Regions from separate parts of the Triticum aestivum genome. Here region 1 is linked to region 2. The links are chromatin contacts, called in public Hi-C maps. All regions are on one chromosome and are shown on one strand. Each heading gives the region's core, a stretch centred on a gene start, on an enhancer-like site or on the middle of the called end of the contact. The rest is flanking DNA. Distances are from core to core; before and after follow the strand shown. Region 1 holds the start of LOC123087486 (probable carbohydrate esterase At4g34215). Region 2 holds the start of LOC123082563 (receptor-like protein EIX1).

The links. Hi-C and Micro-C count contacts between places; a contact is called where the count stands out from the background.
Region 1: a Hi-C map of leaf shows a contact between it and region 2, with 1.9 times the contacts expected there. The contact joins the promoter of LOC123087486 here to the promoter of LOC123082563 in region 2. A contact is called at or near these places in 2 of 5 Hi-C or Micro-C datasets (both in leaf).

Annotation. Positions count from the first base shown.
Region 1 is chr4A:606,320,981-606,326,026 of IWGSC CS RefSeq v2.1, forward strand. It overlaps LOC123087486 (probable carbohydrate esterase At4g34215), which reads right to left and starts at 2,833. Exons shown (of 2, transcript XM_044509502.1): 1 at 2,110-2,833; 2 at 1,654-2,029. The coding sequence starts at 2,730. The coding sequence ends at 1,835.
Region 2 is chr4A:606,173,255-606,177,733 of IWGSC CS RefSeq v2.1, forward strand. It overlaps LOC123082563 (receptor-like protein EIX1), which reads right to left and starts at 2,759. Exons shown (of 1, transcript XM_044504872.1): 1 at 1-2,759. The coding sequence starts at 2,754.

The DNA of each region.
Region 1 (5,046 bases), core at 1,583-4,082, 150 kb after region 2:
GTAGCACTTTCCGCGTGCAGTCGTCACACTGTATGAGCGGCATCGGCAAGCCACAAAGACGCCGCGCGAGCGCCGAGCCCGGTGGACGGCCGGACGAATCCATGCCCGCAAACCTTCGGCGGCGGCGGGCGGACGAACCCGTACCTGCATGCGGCGATGCGCCCTTGCCTGGGCTACGGGAGAGGCTCCCCGACCACTCCATCGCTTGGGGCAGCAAACGGCGGCCGGAAAAAGCCAAATCCAACGGCCCGCGATGAAGTGCCGCAGATCCGCAAATCAGGCAGCCCGCCGACGCAGGAGGGAAGGGAGGGGAGGCCTCGTGCGCGTGGCGGCCTTTCGACATGCTCCTGTCGGTTGCTTTCGCCGGAATCTTGGGCGGCGGCGCGAGGGGGGAGATGAGACGTGGTTGGTGGGGGAAAAGCGCGGGATGAAATGTTCCTCCACCAACTGCTTTCGCTTATATGTAGGGCACCGCAGCCGCAAGGGGGAAACCCGCGTTTTTCCGTGTTGGGGTTGGGATTTTGCCGCGCCCCTCAAAATTTTTTATGGACCAAGACGGAATGCAGGGTCTGATCGGACTGGTTTTTCCGCCCCGACCCATATTTTGGGGGTTATTTTGCGGGTCGGGGCAAGATGCAGGGTCTGTTAGAGTTGCTCTTAATACTCCCTGCTTCCCAAAATATGAGGGGCGCTTTCTTTTGGCCAAGCTAGCTGCTGCTCTTGTACAACCTGCATGCCGTTGTGTGGAGATGGGAATATTTTTTGGTACATTCAGCAGCGGGACCCGATATAAAAAAATTTGGAAGCACTTGATGAATGTACCAAGGAATGGAATCTGAATTTTGGGATCCTTCTGCTATTTACGGCAACACGGCAAAGCAGAGCAATGAGTAAAAGCAGAGCACATGAGGACTGCAGGAGACCACTGGTCCGTCCGTCCATCACTGCGTGCTGCGGAAATCATTACACCTGCACATGCCTTGTTTGCCATGACATTTCTCTCGGCCTGCAACAGTTGCAACTGCAATTCAGATTCCAATTGAATGTGCAATGCATCTCTTGCAGCCGGTCACTCATCTGCACTGCACTGCACTGATTGGCTGTGTGATTGCACACACCATGCCATTTTTCAGTAAACTCATAAATAAATTTGAGAATGTTGGAGTCGATTAATGTAGCTCAGCTGCCTTCACATTTACAGGCAAAAGAGGGAAGAATACAATGCATAAATCATACTCCCTCCATTCCACAATGTAGTGCTTCCTCTATCCCCGTGCTTCAACTTTGACCGTAAATTTAACTACCAAGACCGATTGCGGCGGGAGCAAAAATTATATCAGTGAATTCGTATTTGAAAGAAGTTTCCAATTATATAATTTTTTCTCCCGCCGCAGTTGGTCTCGTTGATTAAATTTATGGTCAAAGTTGAACCTCAGGAAGCGCGGTCGCACTATATTTTGAAAGGGAGAGAGTACCTACTAATGGCAGCAATAATCTACTCCCTCCGTTCCAAAATAGATGACCCAACTTTGTACTAAGGTTAGTACAAAGTTGGATCATCTATTTTGGAACGGAGGGAGTAGTATTCAGTGGCAACCTTTGGGAGCCTGACATACGGAGTACATGGTATACTGCTGCTGCTACAGACTAGTATAAATTAAGCAGAATCATTCATTAGCCACTTAATCTGTCATCCATCACACTAATCATCAGCAAACTCTCCAATGATGGTATGGCCTAGTATCAATCAAACTAAACAATAATCCAGGTGCTTATTAGTAGTAATCAGGCAGGCACACGCACTAGTAAGCAATCATGGTCACTGGATCATCGATCAGTGGAGCGTGGCGACGTAGGCGTCGGCGAGCATCTTGCCGAGCCGGACCTGCGCCGCGGTGGTGAGGTGCGTGAAGTCGTTGGCGACGGGGAGGCCCATGGCGTCCACGTACCTGAGGTTGGGCGCCCGCACCGCCCGCTGCGCCTTCCGCACCAGATCCACGAACTTGCCCTGCCCCGTCGCGATCCCGACCTGCACCAAAACATCATGGAGTGAGCGGTGGCGCATTCATTTGGCAGATCAATGGAGTTGCACTGGCCGGAGCATCGAACCTGGATGACGAGGAGGTTTGGAATGCCGAGGTCCCGCCGGACATCCCGGATCAGAGCCTCCATCCGCCCCGTGTAGGCCAGCGCGTCCTCGCGCCGGATGGTGTCGGTCTCGCCCTGGAACCAGAGCATGGCCGCGATCCTGCCCTTGCCATTGGCCCCGGCGACGGCGGCGCGGGCGCGGGTGAGCATGCGGTCGTAGAGGTGGGAGCCGCGGGACCAGTTGGCGATGGGGGTGCCGCCCTGCGCGCAGGGGACGAGGCCCACGACGGCGCCCTTGGGGCACGCCGGGGCGCGGAGCAGCGCGTGCGCGAACGGCATGCCCGGGCCGACCCCCAGCACGTTGCCCACGTCGATGCCGGAGTGCAGCGGCTCCCGGGCCTCCTCCCAGCGCAGGGCGGGGGAGAGGCGGAGCGTGCGCGGCGAGGGGGCGCACTCCCGCGGCACCACGCCGTCCCAGCGGTTGTTGAGGGTGGCACCGCCCCGGCCGCCCATGTTGGACTGGCCCGCCAGGATGAACACCAGCGTCGGCGTCCTCCCAGCTCCGGCGCCCACGGCCGTGGCCGCGAGCAGGGCGAGCAGCAGCAGGATGGACGGCATTGCCGGCGCCGCAGCTGGTTGCATCTCACGGAGACGGAGCTAGTTGCTCGCACTCACTGGTGACGGAGTGGCAGTGATGATGGCGCCGTTGGAGAGGATATTGGTGTACGATATGGTGGTAATAAATACGGCGCGTCGGGTTTGTTGGAGGAAAAGTTATGTGGATGCGGTGCGGTGGACGTACTAGGACAACAGTGAAAAGAGTGAGTGAGTGACGGTGGTGGGCATGGCGTGCAGGTGCACCCCTTTTTGGTTTGTTGTCTGACGGTGCATGTGTTGTGCGCCTGTCACGCGCGCGTCAAATGAGCTGTCGGAATTTGGATGTTTACTCTGGTGCAGTGTTGGTGCACAAGACGCGTACGTACTGGAGCAGCAGTGAGTGTTCGAGGGAGGAAGCGAAGCAGTGAGTGTTGGAGGGAGCAGCAGTGAGTGTTGGAGGGAGGAATTCGACCTAGCGGGCGCTGATTTTGGCGCTCCAATGCGCGGGAAAGGTTCGCGCGCGCGCCGCGGCCGGTGCTCCCTCCACACTCTGTCGGCCGCCCACTCTCGCCGCCTCTGTGCCATCATGTCGATCCGCCGCCTGGGCGCTTCGGATTTTTGCGGAGTCCGCGAGCCCGCTCCGGCGCCTTCTCCGCCGACAACTGGTTTCGCGAGAAACGTCTCATCCTTGCCACCTTCGACACCGCAGAGGAGGCGGCCCGCGCGCTCGACGCGGCGGCGTGGCACCTCCTAAGGCCTCGTCGGGATATGAATTTTCCCAACGTGTCGAGCCAGCGGGCGCAGGATCTGGCGCCTCTCCCGCGGCTTTTCACCGACGAGGATCGTCGTGTCCACCGGAGGCGGCAGCGTCGCCTCGCCATCGTAGGGAAGGACGTGGAAGCCTTGGTGGTGTGGCACGGAGGCTTCCCGCAGGACATCGTCGACGAGCGCCAGGTCTACAAGCAATTGAGATCGGAGAGGGACGCGAGGAGGAGGGAGCGAGCCGCCTATCGGGAGGACAAGTGTTCGCGAAAGCAGGCAACTCAATTGAAACTGAAGCTACGAAAAACGGCGGGTTGGGACTTTGAAGACGAGGCGTATGCTGACGCCTACATTCAGACATCGGAGGAGGACATTACCGAGTCAGAGTCAGAAATCGACGAGTAGTGGTCTTTTCTTTTTATCTATGTACGCTAGAATTATCTATGTATCCATTTTTATCTGAAAAAATGGTCGGCGACGTAGTAGGCGGGCGAAGGTGTGAATCCAATATGCCACCGATCAGCGGACCCGGTGAAGAAAGAGGGCGAGCGCGCGCGTCCGTCTTTTGTCCGCGTCGATGCAAATCAGACTCAAAAATAGGTCGGGAATGGGTCGGCAGGCGGACGAAAACGGACGCGCGTCCATTTGTTCGGCGCATTTGCCCGGTTTTTTTGTCCGCGTCGACCCAAACAAACGGCCGCGGACGAAATGGATCGCCCCATTGGAGTTGCTCTAACAGCGAGGCATTGGTGATTGGGCAATCTAAACAAAAATCGAGTACTTTCATTTATTTATTTCACCTTGAAAATCAAATTTGCTCCCCAAACTTTGCCCAAACCCACTGCCTCACTAGATCTTCTTTTGAGCACCTACTCCACGTTCAATAGACGCGGAGCTCCTAGTCGGCGCCTTATGCCCTAGCCAGGAGTTCTGGCGCCCACTAGCGTATAGCAATAGGCCGGCCCATTACCTACTAGCGATGCAGCCTCTCTCCTGGCCACATTTGGTTCCTCGGTCAACTGTTGACTTCAAAAAACATAATTTTCAAAGAAAATCCTCAAAAAAATCAAAGTTAATCCTGGATTTAAAAAATGTTCATTTTTTTTAAAATATAACAAACTGCAAAAAAGTTCACAAATTTGAAAAAAAATCACAAATCTGAGAAAAGTTCACGCATTTAAGAAAAACAAAAAAGAACAAGAACAACAAAAAAGAAACTGACCATTGAACTGAGAAAAACCGGTTTTGGAAGCTTCCCAAAACCGGGGGCTTCCCGAACTGAAGAGAATAAAAGGAAAAAATAAGTTAGCGGGCACAAACGGTCGAGATGTCCTACAGTAGTTACCGCGGTATACTCTAAACAAAGAGGTCTCGTGTTTGAATCCGTCGCGAGCACCCTTTTTATGAAGTTTAACAGAAACGAAGAAACGTAAATGGACAAGCCCAACATCGAGGGAGCGGGGGTGCGCCCTGTACCATTATGCCTATTACGGGCCGCCTCCCTAGAGCACACACTAATCGTTGTTGTGTCTAATAGAGATACTGCACGAACATTGGAAGCATTCCAGCCTATTTCACTGCAGAATTGCCCAGTTATAT
Region 2 (4,479 bases), core at 1,509-4,008:
AAAACCCATAGCGATGAAAAACGATGCCACGTCATTCAAATCTTCATGGTGTTCTCGAGTAGCTTGAATTGGCTTGTGTTGTGAACATTTCTGCGGGAGAGAGGGACTACAGAGGCCAGGGTTGCCAATATAAATGTATTCTTGGTCATCAAGTGTTTGCAGTTGATTACCAGATGGTATATCTCCTGTCAGGGTGTTGTAGGATAGGTTCAACCGACTCAATGATGTGAGAGCCGATAAGCTTGCAGGGATTCCACCAGAAATCTCATTGTGTGATAGGTCAAGTGACTCCACTTGCGTCAAGGCGCCAATATTCTCTGGAATTTTTCCACTAAAGTTGTTCCATGATAAGTTCAGGTTCTTCAATGCGACAAGAGCGCTGATTTCTTCGGGAATATCTCCAATAAGATTATTACAGGATAAATCAAGATTCACCATGTATATGATTTCTCCTGTATATAATCGTTCTTGACCCTTTGTGACTACTGTGAAGTTTTCAGTATAGCTGACCGTGTCAATAATACCGTCTGACAATCCAATAGTGAATTGGAAAGCACCAACAAATGCATGATCATGATCATGACTCGTGGCTATCATCCGTTGACAGTTAACAATAGATTTCGGTATGCTCCCCGTTATATTGTTGTATGCAAGGTCCAAATACTGAAGATTTGCTAGCTTCGTAAGCTCTTCAGGAATGTTACCAAAAAACATATTCGACCGCACTCGTAAGAAAGCCAAATATGGCAATTTCTCCTGAATCCATGTCGGCAAAGTCCCAACAAAATGGTTGTGTGCAAGATCAAGAAAGACGAGTTGTTGGCAGTATTGAAGAAATGATGGAAATTCACCCGAGAGGTTGTTGTTTCTCAAGCTTAGATTAAGAATACTCATCATGTCATTTTTGGATGCTTCAACAGAGCAGTTGGGAATTGGTCCAATTAGCTTATTTTCAGAGATATCCAACAGAACTAGTGATCTCAGTTTGCACAACGAAGATGGTATTGTGCCAGAGATGGAGTTGTCAAATAGAATAAGTTTTGCTAGACCAGGTGCTCCAAAGTCTAATGGTAGTGGCCCATCTAAATTATTTCTACTAAGATCCAAGTCGGTTAGACCAATGGGAAGCTTAGGTACCGGGCCATTGAACTGGTTAGAACCTAGATCAATTGTATATGCTGTCATAAATTCCATTGTAGATGGTAAATAGCCTCTAATTTTGTTCTTCCTCATATTTAGAGTATCCAACTTGGAAGCCGTTATCCAAAACCAATCTGGCAAAGTGTCAGATATACTTGTGTTTGAGATAATAAGAATTTCTAGACGTGTTAACCATCTAAGCCATGGCGGGAATTTAGGCCCGAGAAGGCATGACCCAAGTGCAATAGATGTTAGATTGGAAGGAGGAACCCACGTTGAATTCACTGTGAGGGCTATGAAATTATTGGACAACCACAATATCTCCAAGCTTTCTAGGCCTGATAAATGACCTTCATGTATGAAACCATCGAGGTTATTGTTGCTCAGGTCCAATACAGCTAGTTTTGTGAGCTCTCCTATCCATAGTGGCACATGACCAGCGAGCTTGTTAAGACTGAGATCAAGGTAGATCAGATTGCTTAAGGGTTCTAGTTTGATTGGTAGTCTTCCCGTCAAATTGGTAGAATCTACATGCAAGTATGTCAACTTATTCCATGAACAACCAGGCAAGCGTAGGAAGAATTCTGTTATGCTCTCATTGATGTTATTTCCAGATACATATAATTCTTTCAAGCTACATAGGTTTTCCAGGTTTGATGGTATCATGCCCACAAGGTTATTTGAGGATAAATCAATCTTTACTATGGAGGTCATATTACCTATCTCGTCTGGAAATTGGCCATAGAAACCATTCTCTCTGATATCTAGAAACTTAAGGCTGGTCAAACCCCAAAACCAATTGGGTGTGATAGGTCTGTGGAAGCTATTGAAGGAAAGGTCAAGTGTTTCAAGAGAAGTTAGATTTGAAAGCTGAAGTGAACCATAGCTAGGTCTAAGATTGCAACCACTAAGACTAAGAAATTTCAGAGATGGAATCATGTTCACCACCGGAAGCAAGTGAACAACTCTACTGAGGTTCGTGCCGCTCAGGTCCAGGTGCTCTAGGGAAGTTAAGTGTGATAACCAGGTGATATCCATAGAGTATGTGCCATCAGTGCCGGCGAGATTTAAGTATTGTAAGTTGGAGAGGTTACCCAGCTGCGGTGGTATCCTTCCAGTGAAGCTTGACATTGATAGGTCGATATATCTCAACTTGTGGAGAGAACCAAGGAACTCCGGTATTTGCACCCCATAAAAGACATTGCAACTGATGTTGAGATATTGTAGATGTTGTAGACCAAGCAACGAGGAGCTAATGTTGCCTCCTAGCTTCTGCGTCGGCGCGATGAAGTTGGGTTCACAACCAGGGCCCGGGAGATCGAGCTTGACGACATGTCTGTTTATGCTGCTGCAGTGGACGCCCTTCCATTTACAGCAGTCATCTCCCTTCCATGATGAGAGGAAGTTTGTAGGGTCTGTGAGGCCCGCTTTGAAGCCAACAAGCGCGGACCTCTCACCGGCAATACAGCTGGCGACCGTATCGTTTGGGTTGGAAGATAGTGATGATGATGATGACTCTACAAAGCTCTTGCCTCGAGTGAACAACAGCAGGGCAACTAATATCACTATGTGGATATTGGAGAGCAGAAGCTTGCCCATTGGTGCTTTTGACATGGATGTGTGCTCTTCTTGATGTAGGGTATATGCACCATGGTATGCTATATATAGCAGTTTTCCTTTCGAGAATGACTATATATTATATAGCAGTTATGCTAACCAATAGTATATGTTTGGTTGTCTCGTGAAAATAATGAAAGAAAAATCTTAGTTTGTAGTATTATTGAGGTCTCTCTGAAGATGACCTGCCATAAATGTGACTAGAGTTGGGGAGGAAATTTCTACGGGTGAAAACGATACGGCTGGCCCTTCTAGACTGTATTCTGTCCATATTCACAAATTTCCCCTCTTTTTCTTCAAAGACCTAGTAGGGAGTACTGATTGATGGATGCAGTGAGTGCACCAACGTGCTCCTTCCGTTTTCTCCCTTCCACACGTTGATATTTATACCTTATTCTTATTAATAAAGGGATTAGTGCTTCTGCCTGTCTGTCGTCATCCTAATCAGCCTAAGTTGCTAAAAATTACACTGTCCCCGAGGACGCAACCAGTAGAGCCACCACTTGCTTCTGATAGATTGTCGGTCGATAAGAGAAAAGTATCTTACTTGCTCCGCTCGTGATTAAAAAAAGGTCATTGGGCCGAACAAGCCCCAACAATTATGTACTTCACGGGTCTTTTAATCCTCCTCTCCTAAAAAAAGGTATTTTATTCCTCATCCTTTTCTGTTTTTGATTTCAGTTTTGCTAAGTCTCAGTCCACTGAGACTTCGTTATGTCTCAGTCGATGCCATATTCCTTTGATTTTGCATGGAGATCCGTACAATTTTTTTTTTCAATTTTCCTTTTATATACTATGTCACTTGAATGAGACTTAGTAAAATCTCAGTCGAGACCTAAGCACACCCTTTGGATTTCTAAGAATTAGCAACTGATGCATGCATCGTCTAAAAGAAGTTAATGCAACCCCGTTACCTTTTACTGCTGCATGCACTAATAACTAAGCAGTGGAAGTATATGGTCAGTTGCAACACAACTGAACCAATCGAACTTGGTTTAATTTAATTTTGGTTTGTTCGAACAAAACCAAACTGACTGATCTTAATTAACTTGCATGAGTGTCGGCTCATGATTTTTTGAATGACAAGATTATCATGTATGCATTAATTCATTTTATCGAGGATGACACATGCATCAGATGAAGGTGAGACGGTGGTGATGCTCAGCATAATTACAAGTAATTATGAGTGTGCGTAGGGACGAGGTATCACCGACGAGGAGAACCGACGACACAGGTGTAATTGGATCAGGGTGCATGAGTGTGGGTACGGCTCATGCACAAAATGTAGTAGATGAGAAAGGGGTGACGTCTAGAAGTATATATAATAAGTCCACACAATTACAAATCGAAGCAAGAAGGGGGTCGTGAATGCGGCGTTCTAGCTAGAGTGTGATGACAAAGCCCATTGCCTTGAAATTAATCACGTCCATCATGAATAGGCGGACCACGTGATCACCAATCCACAAGGTGTCGAAGAGAAGAAGTGATAACAAGGGTGTTGGAGGATGTTTTTTGGACTCTCATGCCTTAAAAACACCTCGTGCCCAAAAATAAGGCTGCTATTAGAGATGCTCTTACTTTGTACAGTAGATCAAAACACCTTGTCAGTCATCTGAATTGTGTGTAGAAATCAAGGTTCAGAATAAAATCATAGCCATCCCAGTCCCAGTCCTGTAATATCACTTGAGTTCAGACTTCAGAATGAAATCGTCCGAATGAATT